3 separate regions of the Mus musculus genome follow, and regions 1 and 2 are each linked to region 3. The links are chromatin contacts, called in public HiChIP or PLAC-seq maps. All regions are on one chromosome and are shown on one strand. The core of a region is the stretch at or near the end of the contact, and the rest is flanking DNA. Distances in the headings are between cores, read along the strand shown. Region 1 has its middle 89 kb from the start of Gm24986. Region 2 has its middle 26 kb from the start of 4930465M20Rik. Region 3 has its middle 7.7 kb from the start of Gm52008.

Region 1 (4,217 bases), core at 1,606-4,105, 810 kb before region 3:
AGTTATGGGAGAGAGTGTGTTACATTTTGAAACCCACTTCCTTAGAAGACCGCTTCTGAGGAGCATTGTTCAGGCTGGAGGTCTGAAGAACTTGTCAGTTTCTGCTTCCGTGGGGTTTTATGTGTGTGTGGCCAGGACTAAGAAAAGCTATTTTTGGCCTCTCTGTTTGTTTTAGCATGGGTGGCTTAAAACAATAGAAATAACATCCAAGCAAACCTACCTGGGATGTGTGTGGAGGTTCACACTAAACTGTCCGGGGTTCTGTTCGCTGCTCCTAACTGTGGGGGCAAGCTAGCCATGGTCGCTTCCTTCAGTGGCAAGGGGATGGATGCGTCTCTTGCACATTGCTTCCTAGTCTGAGAGGAATGATTTAACCCACTGAGACGACCACGAAGGTAGACATTTAGGACGTGGTATCTCTCTGGCTTTTTGCTCATTGGAAGCCAAGGTTTATTTTTTTTTCCAAGTCCTTTGTGAAAATGTCATAGTGAAGTGAACCTGTTACATAGAACAAAGCGTCTGTCTGTTTTCCTTTTGTTCTTATTTGTTTTTTGTTGTTGCTGTTTTGGTTTTCATCGTCGTTGTTGTTATTGGTGCCGTTCTTCCGTTTACGGAAACCTCCAGCTTCTCTGCCGGGTGTGCTCGGTTATCCTGCCTCTCACAAGGTGCCGGTAAACATGGTGGAAAATTTCCGGAGCTTCCTCCCCAGCAACAGGGTAATGTCAGGCCAAGTTTTCTGAGGCGCTGCAGCTTGGCTGCCAGAGAATGGAGAAACTTTGATGGGAGAAGCTGTGATCTCGCACAGCTTCCAACAGTCACAGAGGCACGACCTCCGCTTGGACCTGCACATCTGACTGTAACACCCGCCTTTCAACTGCTGCGTCCAAGGGGCCTCCCACAAAGCCCCGCACAGTTATTATTGACCGGCATGGGGAAGGGAACGTCTCAAAACATGCCATTTAATCAAAGGCTCAGAAAAGCAAGTTTTAAGTCCCCCCGGGGGTGGAGGGAGGTGGAGGTGGAACTACAACAGAACGGGAGCACCAGTCCAAGGTTGATAACGTGAAGAACTGGGGGAACTCCACACACCTGTGTGGGATGCTGCAAGGGCCTCAGTACCCCGATTCTGCGGGTTCTCAGCCGGAGCGAGGTTTGGTGTCTCTACTCTTTTTTTTTTTTAATCACATTTGATCATCTATAGCATTGGGCTGAGAATAAGACAGAGAATATTGAGCCTCCACTGTTACAAAAGGCAGCATCAGTACCCAAGAATCTGGTCAAGGCCTGATCGGATCACTATTTAATCTGTCACAAAGATGCTGAGTGCTGGCCTGTCTGATCTGTCTCACAGTAACTGAAGGAACCCAGGGAGTCAGGACAGACATTTATTCCTGGTTATATATGGAACAAAGTCCCAGGATGTCCGCTTGTGGCCATGCCACACAATCTCCTGACAGTAACCAAGGTGAAAAGGTTCTGCCCGGCCAGCTCTGCGGTGCCTCTGCATGCTGGCGTCAGTTGGAAGCGTTTATTTATAAACCTTTTGCTTCCTCGGTCAGCTGGGCGATTTCATCGCACACCCTTGGTTGGTAAAGAAAGTTAATGTTTCGGGTCCCTGTTTGGCTGGAACAAAATTGTAATTAAAAAAATTAATTTCTTATGGTTTCAAAGCTGTTTGTAAACCATAACGGAGTTTTTATATGACTCCAGGAATCTGGTTCATGCCCATTCTCAACAGAATACGGAAGGGCAGGAGGGTCCTGGGAATTACAGGAAAACCCAACAGAGGACATAGCAAAACTGCTCCCCGCTGCTGCCCAGGACAAGGAGGGCAGCCGCCTGCAGCACAAGCAGCCACCTGTTGCTGGACAGACTCCTGCCTTGCCTTAAAAACCAAAGGAAAACAAAATAAACCCTCAAGAAAACCCAGAGTCCTAGGGGTAGCGTAGGGAGCAGCAGAAAGGCAAGGGCTGGGTGCAGCCATCTTTAGGTCTTCCAGAAGGGTGGGGCTCCAAGAGGAAATGGTGATGTGGGTTTCCCTTTAAAGACCGCTTTGCATGCTTTCAAAAATTTTTTTCTTCTTATTTTTGTTATGTATTATTATTATTACGTTTTTATTTTTAAATTTTTACTCGGTGGCTGTGAAGAACTTTACAACAAAAGCACAGCAGGACTTTAAATGGCTTAGGAAGCCAGACTCTGGGTTAGTCGGTGGTTGGTCTGTCTGCAATTGCCCACTTTCCCAGCAGCGGCAGCGCTGTAGTGCAGTGCTGGCTGCTGGCCCTCTCCTTGGGGAATCATTTCATTTGGGAGGCTCTGCCAGGCTGACCCGGGAACCCTTGACCTTCAGGGAGACCTGTGGTCCCTGGGAGGTGGTGTTGGGGTGATTCTCACCCTCAACTCGGATTCGTCAATGCTATCTCTCATCACAGGGCCTCACGGGCTGGGGGTGCACACCCCGAGTTTCCTAGCCACCAGGTTCAGCGCCACCCTTGGACAAGTCCCGAATTCCGCAGAGCGCTTGCACTTTCCCAAATGCTATTTCTCCAAAGAGCAACCCGATTTAAACAGATTTCACTTTGCTCATAGCAGACCCCCCTCCGCAGACTCGGTGGCTGGGGGACAGAGGTAATCACAGGCCACCAGCCTGGCGGGACTCGCGATGTCCCAAGGCTCCGGAGCGAGCGCCCTGTGGTGTTTTTTCTTTTGGGCGCGGAACTGTTTTCAGCTTCCTTTTTGTTTCTTCGCTTTCGTCGCATTTCCTTTCTGAATCTGCCCTTCTGCCTAGTGCGGCCCTAATCTCCCTGATCGCAGAGCTTGGGCGCGGGGGCGCAAGCGACCCCCGCAGCAGGGGAGGGCTCTCAGATCACAATCTGTGAGACACCTGCCTGCGCTCTGCTCAACTTCCTGCCTTCCTGCCCATGTTACTGGGGTGGGTTCCATTTCAGAGAAAATCGACTTTTGAGTCTCTCTGGTGCCTTCAGGGCCCGGTGTGGGTGGGGGAGAGGGCAAGGCGAACACCACATGGAATGAAGTGAGTGTCTTGGGTTCCCTGTATCCTCCACCATATGTAAATCTCTCCTTCTAGGTGCCTGTGGTTCTGCCTCTATGTCTCTGTCTCTATTTCTCTGTGTCTCTGTCTCTCTCTCAATTCTAACTTCTGTTTTCCTACAGAACTACTAAGACAAGGACATAAGCCCAGAAACTGCCATTCAGAGCCCATGGACGGAAATGTGGCTTTCTGAATTTTCTCTTTTGAGGCAGGGCCTGTTGTTAGGCCATGCTACAGAGGAAATGGAGGCATAGAGTTGTGACGAAGCTTGGCTCCGATGGGGTAGCTGGGATCCCAGTTCAGAGCAGCACCGGGATGCTCTTGTGCACAGCTGAGAAGCCCCCAGCTGATGACCCCTGACAGCAGGCACCCTTGTCTCTCTTAAGGGAGACTATTCCTGTACTGTTGCACACACCCCCTTTTTTCCTTATTAGTTTACTTTAATTTTGAGTTTGGCAGGAAAGCCTATGGCGGCCATCAAGGGGAAGCGCTCTGATTAGAACTGAAGCCTTCCAAGCGCATGTTTGCTACTTTAAAACTCTTTCTCAGGCAATGAATATGGATGGTGGTTGTTTCCTATGAATATGGAGGAGCGGGTGGGGGTGTGTGTGGCGGATGGATCACTATTTAACATTAACTGCTGGTAACCTTTCCTCTTCTCTGGCTTCTGTGCAGTATTATCCCGGGAAGGGTCAGCACCCGTTGCCTTTTTGCAAAATACAATTAGTCACTTTTTGCCACATGTGCTTGCCCCTGGACCTTATTTGCCATCCCATATAATTATTAGAAAAATCTTCTAATTTTATTTGAAATTCTAAGTTGACACGTAGGTCAAAGTTCGTGACACAGCATTGTGTTTAATTTCTCTTTCGTTCGCCTCCCTTGGACTCCTGAAGAATGACTCTCAAAGGAAGCTTCCAGCCCCGCTCTGGGTCTTATTACCGCTGTAACAGTGGGAGCCATTCGAAGCAGCTCTGAGTGCCTGCTCCAGAGATGATGGTGTCACCGGCAGCCAGCTCTTCAGAGATCCCTGTCCAGATGGCCTGGATGGACGCATCCCACACAAATGGCAGACTGGCTTTCAGTAACTAGTACTTTCTGTTTCCTTCTGCGATGCTTTCTGCTCTTCACCTGAATAGCAAGCAGCCATATATTTTTTAAGGTA
Region 2 (4,158 bases), core at 1,543-4,042, 640 kb after region 3:
CGCTAGGAGTGAGTGTGTGATGGACAACTTCCTCTGTGGTCCCTCTGCCCCACCAGGTGACATTCTGCCTTGACTCACACTCCAAAGGCCCTCTTTCAAAAGTCCCTCTTGCCACAGGCCTCTCAAGTACACGATTCCTTCTTCTTGGGGTGCCCCTCCCGCAACTCTGCCTTTTTTTTTTACCTTCCAACCTCTGCTGTGACCACTGTTGTGTTTTATAAAAAGATAGGGAAGGAAGGAATATGTTTGGTGGAGTGCAGTATGATGTGGGGGGAGAGGGTGCCTCTGCGGGCCCATGCTAGGCGTCCTCTCCCCCTGAGGGTCCAGACACACTAAGGTATAGTGTAGAATAGAGTTTATTCAGGATATGAGGGAGGGGAGTTGAGAGAAAGGCAGAGAGAGACACAGAGAGAGTGGGGGGAGTTGAGGTCGGCCATGAGCACATGGAGAGGTGGGAGGAGAATAGGGAGAGAGGGGGAAGAGGGTAAGGGAGCAAGAGTGGGAGAGCAAGAGAGTGAGGAGGGGGCAAGCAGGCCATTTTAGAGTGAGTCAGGCATACCTGTCTGTTGCCAGGTAACAGTGGGGCGGAGCCTACACCAACTGCCAACCACCACCCTGGCCAGGAAATGTCACTCTTACCAGAGCCCCTGAGTCTTACTAGTGATATCTGAACCAGCGCAGGGCGTCCTCTCTTAGAATGCTACCCAAGGGGCAAGACTTCAACTATCCTGTCTGCAAGCTGTCCACACAGGTGATGAACATGAAGGTTGACAATGGTCACTGGAGTGTCCCTCCCCAGAGGGCTGGGGGGGGGGGGGGCTTTAGAGGCCAAGATCATTCCTGGGTCTGCCTGCCTCATTGTCATTTGCCACTGGTTCCCTGGGGAGTAAGAGCAATTTGTTAACACTGATCCAGACCGGAGGCCAAAGCCAGGGCCACAGAGGTGCCTTTGAGTGTGAACTCTGGGAAATGGGAGACATGGTATCTGCCAAGCCAGGAGGGTCACACGTCCTGACTTTATGTTCTCGTCCCCTGTTTTCTGCAACTCCAGAGCAAGGCAGATAGAGCTTCATGTACCTCTGAGAAGTGTTGGGATTTTTGTCCTACTGCTTTAACTCTAAGCTCCTAGGCTACAAGGGACCTGGAGGGTGGATCCTTGCTCCTGACCTGAGAGTCCCCAGACTCTAGGTGAGCAGAGCAGCCTGGAGATGAGCCTTCTCAGGCTGCGTTCCACCCTAAGGATGAAGAGAAGCAGATGGGGCACAAACACCATCCTACCTTTCCAAATCCCACCCAAAGGCCACACTACACCCCCATCTCCTGGGGCAGAGTTCTCACTACTCTGGACTCTTTCCTGTGCATCCCTGGCTCCTGACATGACCACTGAGCCCTGGGGATACTGAGTCATTAGAACCTCTTGATCCACTTACACAGTTCACACTTCCCTTGGTAGAAGCTAAGGGCTCCTTTTCCTTCACCCCACTGCAGCCATCCTAGACCCTAGGGATGCAGAGCCTCCCTGCCCATCACTCCTCCCAGTTGGATGGTCAGCTCTGGTTACCAAGTTCCAGACGGGTTTCTCTGTCTACATGCAGACAGCCACACAGTGTACCACCTAGCAGATGCTTGCTTGGAGCTTGCCTTAACTAATACAAGGCCCTCTCTTTGGGTCTGATGTATATTTGAGATCACAGTCATTCCCCATGTCCCGTGCCCAGCACCACATCCAGCTGCAAGTATGGCTCAGTTGGCATTGACAGCCACCACAGCAGGGACAGGTGGGTATTGCTACAGCAGGACTAAGTAGGTGTTGCTACCTACATTTTGCAAGGTAAAGAAACTCGTTATTGGCACTGAAGAGGTGGCTCAGTGGGTAAAGTACTTGCCTTGCAAGCATGAGGGCCTGAGTTCAGTTCCCAGAACCCACACTTGATAATGGTAAGCCAAGTGTGGTGGTAGCTACTGGGAATCCCAGCAGCCGGGAGTCAGAGGCAAGCGGATCCCTGGGGCTCACTGGCCACCAGCCCAATCTAAGTGAAGAGCCGAGGAATTGTGACAGAAACTGTCATGAGAAGAAATCAAATGATGCCTGAGGGATGACACAAATGAATGACCCATGGCTTCCACATGTATGTGTACACACATCCCTGGACACACATGGACACATACACACACACACACACACACACATACACACACACACACACACACACACTCATATATACACACCACAACTGAAAGAAAGGAGAGAGAGGGAGGAGGGACAAATGGGAAGGTCAGGGGGGAAGGAAGGAAGGAAGGAAGGAAGGAAGGAAGGAAGGAAGGAAGGAAGGAAGGAAGGAAGGAAAGAAGGAAAGAAGGAAAGAAGGAAAGAAGGAAAGAAGGAAAGAAGGAAAGAAGGAAAGAAGGAAAGAAGGAAAGAAGGAAAGAAGGAGCTGTCAGAAGCCATCTCAGGACACAGGCTGGGTTTGAAAACAAGTGTATCTGACTATATGACACTAAACTTCCATGTCAGCCCTTGAGTCCCAAGTCCACGGGCGGCAGCCTAAGGCTCTACATTTTCCAGGTTGGGTGTTGAGAATCCAGAAAAAAGATAGGTATGGAGAGTGGGCTCTCCTTGGCACCGTGGCCCACGAGACAAGACAGGCCCACACTCATTCCCTCTCTCCTGATCCTTTCAAAATGAATCTCTGAGACCTGGGGCCAAGAGGCTCCCCACCAGCAGCCCCAGCCCAGCTCCCTCTGCAAGGGCCTGCTGAGGCCAACCCCGCTCCTCCCAGCTCTGTCTGCTGAGGCCTTGGCCACCAGGAAGCACCTGGCACCGAGACATCCACTAGCTGTGGGGCCTGCCCCACCCTGCAGGACCCAACCTCCCAGTGAGCTGTTTGCAGAAGAGGAGAGAATGAAGATCAAAGCAGCCAGCCCCCTTTCTCCTCTCAGGCTCCATTAGTCCAGATGCAGATGCCAGTCTTGGGATCCAACCACAGGATGATAGAAAGGCCAGCCACCTCTGTGCCTTGGTTTCCCAAACCCCTTCCCAATAGACAGGGGAGTGAGGGAAAGTTTCAGCTATCTTCATTAGAAGAGCACCCTTGGGCTCTGTGATCCTTAATATTGACAACTGGCAGAATCTAGACTCACTAGAAGACAAACCACTGGGAGGATCCCTGCTGGACTTTCTTGATTGAGGTAACTGAAGAGAGGGGGGCCTACTCTAAATGTGAGTGGCACCATCCCTTGGGGTTGGCTTCAAACTGACAGGGAGGAGGAGAAGGCCCCAAGAGCTGCATTCCAAACTGACAGGGTAGGATGGTGGGTGTTCCTGACAGGAAGCCAGGCAGGGGACAACTGAAACCACCAATCTGAAAGACTCAGAGCGGAACCACATCCGGAGAAGCATGGAGACATGTATCTTTCCAACAAAGGCCTGTCTTCAGACTCTGATGGCAAGCTAGCCCTGTGAGTGTGTGCCTCAGACTCCCAGATTGCTTCTTTAAGGGCAGATGGTCTGTGACGCCACAGCTCATGTGCATCATGGGAAGTGGGATATGAGTCAGGCTGTGTGGTAGGAAGATCCTGAAGCAACTAGTCGTGTGGCATCCAAAATCATGAAGCAGAGGGCGGTGAGTCCACTGCTATCCAATTCCCTCTCTACTTACACAGCCCAAGATTCCACCTAGGGAATGGTGCCACCCACAGTGGGCAGGTCTTCTCAGCACAACACAGTCGAGATCACCTCCATAGCCATGACCAAAGGCCTGACTACCAGATGACTCTACTGTTGGTTACACTGATAACAAACACTAGTCATCAAGGGTCCTAACCAGCCTTTCTCCAGCCTAGACCACCCACCAAGGTCTTCTTCCCAACACATATCCCAGCTCACATCCAGCCCCCAACCCCCACCTGAACATCATCTATCACTTCTGGTCCTAAGTCTGATGTCTCCAGCTCTACCAGTCCCCAAGGCCATACCCTCCACACAGAATATGGGGCACTATTGACCCATCAGAGAAGGTTTTATTGATGATTAGAACAGAGGCCCTTGAGAGACTTGTGCCCATGGATGTCTGCCCACTATCCTGCGTACGGATCCACACCCACACACATACAGGAAACATGAAGTAGACTCAGTGGGGTTTTCAAAATCTAAGCACA
Region 3 (4,424 bases), core at 1,504-4,003:
GCCTTGGCCTGGGTTGCCATAATGTCTGAATATTGCTCATCACCATCCAGCCACGATCCATGTCTTGGACCAGCTCCTGGTAGTCTCGTATCCAATTCTATCTATTGCTGATAGCAAGCCACTTTGCAAGTCAAGCGTGATTGACTGGTTGCAAAGTCACATACGATTCAGTTCACTTTTATGAGAGAAATGAAAGGAAAGAGAAACCACAAATCCTTGACAGCTAACTGCTGTGATAGATCAATATTTTCATCAGGTGATACTGAACAGCATCCTAAGTCAACACTATCCATGCCCACTCTGCAGGTTCCAAACACTGAGGCCCAGCAGGGAGGTGGTGGGCTGATCAAATGTGGGTGTGTATGGTGGGTGATCTTTACTGTCACCATGACAGAACTTAGAATAACCACAGAAACAACTATCCAAAGATATCTGAGATATATGGGTGTGTGTATACGTATACCTATATACCTATAGCATATATACATATATGCATATGACATATATACATTTAACCTATATACATGTATGCATATATGCATATACATATACACATATAACCTATATACATATATACATTAATATACATATATAGTAATATATACATACATATATACATATATACACACATATACATATACACAATATACATATATGCATATGTGTATATATGTGTATATATATATATACATATACATATATATATATATATATGTATGTATGTATATATATATAAAAAGTTCATTGAGAAGGGAAGACACATTCTAAATGTTGGTGGGACCACTGCATAGTCTGGGATCTCAGCTCAGAATGAGTAAGAAGGCAGTGAATTGTGATCCATCTATCTTGTCTTTCTCACTGCAGATGCAATGTGACCAGCCACTTCAGGCTCTTTCCTACATGACTCTCTCTGTCTTTCCTTAAGTTGCTTTTTCTTGGATGCTTTGGCCCAGCCATGAGGTGAGTAGCTACTGTATGGCCTAAGCTCCTTCCACTAGCATCTTTTCTCACTCAAGCTGGACAGTTAGATGAGCATGAGAGTTTTTGGGCCCCCTGCCTAGGTGTGAGGCTCAGTTCTCCCACTACTGTAGAGCTAAGGACTCCGGGCAATTATGTTACCCCTTTTCTGCAGAAAATTCAACACTCCACCAACCCTGTGGGGAGACCAAAGGAGATGCCCCTCTGAAGCAGCCAGCCTGTGGTCTGCACATAGAGAATGCTGCATGACACCTCACCACCATCCTTCCTTGCTGAAACCATCATCTCCTCCTTTGGGCTTCACTCACTAACAGAATGTCATATGCACACACCTCTGTGTGTGCATATCTTCTATCCCCACCCGAGTTTTAGAATTATGTCTTGTGTGATATTCCTTTCCTCATGAGCATTTTACAAAACTGACTTTAGACTCCAAAATAATTTCAGTGTGAGGATATTCATCTGCAGTCCCTGCAAGGAGGCAGAAGGGGATTTATAGATGCGTTCTTCTCGGCATAACAATATCACGTTCACATTTTGGTCTTGATGCTCTTTGTTGCCTTGCTGAACTCTGGTGTTTTATTGTTCATCAATTAAGCCAAATCATAGTTAGAAGTCATGGCCAGGTCATCAGCTTAATTATTTAGAAGGAGTGGCACCCATTGGATGGAGTACTTTGGATTCACTCTTGCCTCTTTCTGAATGTTTCTTTCCTCCTGGACTTCTCTAGGGTACTCTTCAGCTGCCTTTGAAAGTATAGGCTCTGCAACAACCCTGGCACTTCCAAAGACTAGAATTGTCTTTCTCAGGGAACATTAAAAAAAAATCTTAACATGTTCTGGTTTCTAGGAGTTGAGGTCATTTAACAAGTCCCTGACTCTTTTGTAGAAAATAAGTTGCTCCACCCACCACTCACCCTGAGGTTCTACAGCAAACACTGACCAAGAACTCTGGAGATGATGGGGCTATGTGCTGGCATCTAAGAGAAGACAGGGGGCACTCCTTATCAAGAGAAGGCAGGGCTCAGAGCCTCGTCAGTGGGGTGAGGGTAGACTTGGCATGGCCATCCTCCGGTCCTGATGCTTTGCCTCGCAGTGAGCCTGCAGAGCCTTGTGTTTATTGATCTTAAATGACAAGCACAGTCTTTGGAAAGTTCAGCCATGAAGAACATACCCAGTCCCACAAACTCTGAGCACTTTACTGATGGGTTCTCTTCCCTTATGTTCACTTCCATACAGATTACCTGCTCTGCATCCAAAGGCTGCCATGCTATTCAGGCATGCTTCTGCCTTCTTCATCTTGGCCTTAGCACTTCTTGATAGGAGCATTTAGCTGTTTACATGGGGGAACCAAGAAGCAGGCTGGCCACACATGGGCCAGAGTCAATGGGCCATGCACATGCTGCCCTGCTTCTCCCTAGAGGAGGCCTGTACTCTTCCCCCCCCCCCCCCCCTGTACCAAGTCTTTAACATGGACTTCTCTAGCGAGCCTTTGTAAAGAGCTGATTTCAGGCTGATTCATGTTTAAAACTCAAGCTCAGAACAACGCTGCTGTGGCTGTGTGCCCCTGCCCTCAGGGTCTAGCATCAGGAAGAGATTCCCATGAAATAGCTGTCTCGGGTGACTGGCCTGGGTTGTATCCTTTACAGCTTCTTCTCCCCTGCTTCCTTCCCACTCAGACTTAGCCTTTCTGTCTCCTGAGTCCTGGTGTGAGGGAATATGCAGGTGGCTGCCCTAAGCTTTGTCCCACGTCTTTTAAGTGGGTGTTTAGCCAGTTGACACCATGGCTTGTGGTTAACTCGATTGAAGCACCTGCCAATCTGGGGCGTTCCTCCGTGAGAGCACAATGTGACCAGAACTCAGATTCTTCTGGAAAAGAGTGTCGCTAACCGAAAGCAATAAAATGGGGCAGGACTTCACGATGGGAAGGAAAGTAATCGTCATACATTGTCCTGCAGATTCTTTGTGAGTTATTTTTTCCTTTAGCTCCCATCTCTTTGGTCGCATTTCTTAAAGGAACAGACTGCACAGGCAAGAGAGTCGATGCTCATTAGAGGATGGAAGAGAGATCACAGTTGGAGAAGAATGTTCTTCAAGAGACAAGCCAAGGTTCTGGAGGCTGTTACTGACTGGCCAGGGAGAGAAATAATTGCCACTCTCTGGAGTAAGCTCAGATGTGAGAGCTAGGTATGAATGTCACGGAAGAGTTTCTAAGAAGGTGTGAGGAGTTGGCCTTAAATTGTTAGCAACAGACACAGAAAGCAAAGGAGAGCAATGGATAATACATAGAATTTCAATAAATTTCAATGGCCTCTCACTGTACTTACACATAAAAGAGACATTCAGTCAGATACCAGAGTCCAACCAGAGATGTCAGGGTCCAGCTCAGAATCAAAGTTTAGTCAGATACAAGCTCACAACCAGAGACACTAGAGTACAATAAAAGGTACCAGAGTTCAGTCAGACACCACAGTACAAACAGAGATGCTACGGTACAACTAGACACACTGGAGTTGAGTTAGAGGCATCAAATTTGAGTTAAAGCTACCACGGTTCAGTCAGAGAAATTATAATTCTGTCAGAGGTCCCAGAATTCAATCGGAGATCCTAAAATTCAGGCAGAGAGAGAGATCAGATTACAAAATGGCCATAGTCTAGTCACCAGAATTCTACCAGGGAAATGAGAGTGTATCCAGAGACACTGGAATTAGTCAACGAAATGAGGCAACAAGACACCAGAGTCCAGAAACAGAAATGGAAGTTTACTCCTAGACACCATCATTTGGTAAGAGATGCCTGGAATTCAGATGCCCAGAGTCAGTCCTGGACACTTAAAAGAGTTCAGAGAGACCCAGAGGTCTGCCAGTGGTGTCAAGGTCAGACCATATCTTTCACATAAAGAAAAATCCCTCCTTTTTAAAAAAAATAGGAAGCACAAGAAAGGGTAATTTTCCCATCTAGTTTCAAATGCCTTATTATGGGAAAACCACGAAAGTCTTCTTCTATAATCCAGAAAATAAGAGCAAAGTTCAAATCAAGGATAAAGTTCAAATCAGACTTCGCTGGTGCAGCCGCCAACAAAGTGGGTTCAGTACGCGTGAGTGGCCTCTTCCGAGCAGGAGAGGGCACAAGGTTTGATGCCAGACTGTCTTAGTTAAAAACATGTCATGTCTATTGTAATATACCTTACATCAGTAAATGTTCATGCACTGTTTGAGTTCACAGAGAAGCTGGCTCTGAAAATACCAACCCACTCCCCCCCACCCCCACCCCCGTAGAGAGAACAGCAAAACAACTAAAATTGAAAACTTTATAGCAGACACCGTTGTTGCTTCTCCAGAATGTCTGCAGTGGGAGCGAGAACCTGGAAGCTTGTCCGTGGAGAGAAAGCTCAATGCGGAACCCAGGCTGTCCGCATCACCTTGCTCAGGAGTTCCCACTGCGCGT

The links. HiChIP or PLAC-seq counts read pairs in DNA pulled down with a chosen protein or histone mark.
Region 1: an H3K27ac HiChIP or PLAC-seq map of T-cell acute lymphoblastic leukemia shows a contact between it and region 3, with 3 times the contacts expected there. The contact joins two enhancer-like sites. A contact is called at or near these places in 3 of 115 datasets of contacts at active chromatin or transcription factors (T-cell acute lymphoblastic leukemia, embryonic basal ganglia and memory CD8 T cells).
Region 2: a contact with region 3 is called in an H3K4me3 HiChIP or PLAC-seq map of the SCID.adh cell line, with 9 times the contacts expected there. The contact joins two enhancer-like sites. A contact is called at or near these places in 6 of 115 datasets of contacts at active chromatin or transcription factors (the SCID.adh cell line, T-cell acute lymphoblastic leukemia, double positive thymocytes and 3 more).

What each region holds. Positions count from the first base shown.
Region 1 is chr12:106,308,381-106,312,597 of GRCm38.p6, forward strand. No RefSeq gene overlaps it. Among named protein-coding and RNA genes, the nearest start is that of Gm24986, 89 kb to the left of the region's middle. Within about 2 kb of position 2,856, at least 73 of the 459 cell types and tissues checked have an H3K27ac peak or open chromatin away from gene starts, as enhancers often do. A contact at or near this core is called in T-cell acute lymphoblastic leukemia and memory CD8 T cells, where this site is marked.
Region 2 is chr12:107,759,524-107,763,681 of GRCm38.p6, forward strand. No RefSeq gene overlaps it. Among named protein-coding and RNA genes, the nearest start is that of 4930465M20Rik, 26 kb to the left of the region's middle. Within about 2 kb of position 2,793, at least 6 of the 459 cell types and tissues checked have an H3K27ac peak or open chromatin away from gene starts, as enhancers often do. A contact at or near this core is called in the SCID.adh cell line and T-cell acute lymphoblastic leukemia, where this site is marked.
Region 3 is chr12:107,116,553-107,120,976 of GRCm38.p6, forward strand. No RefSeq gene overlaps it. Among named protein-coding and RNA genes, the nearest start is that of Gm52008, 7.7 kb to the left of the region's middle. Within about 2 kb of position 2,754, at least 31 of the 459 cell types and tissues checked have an H3K27ac peak or open chromatin away from gene starts, as enhancers often do. A contact at or near this core is called in the SCID.adh cell line, T-cell acute lymphoblastic leukemia and memory CD8 T cells, where this site is marked.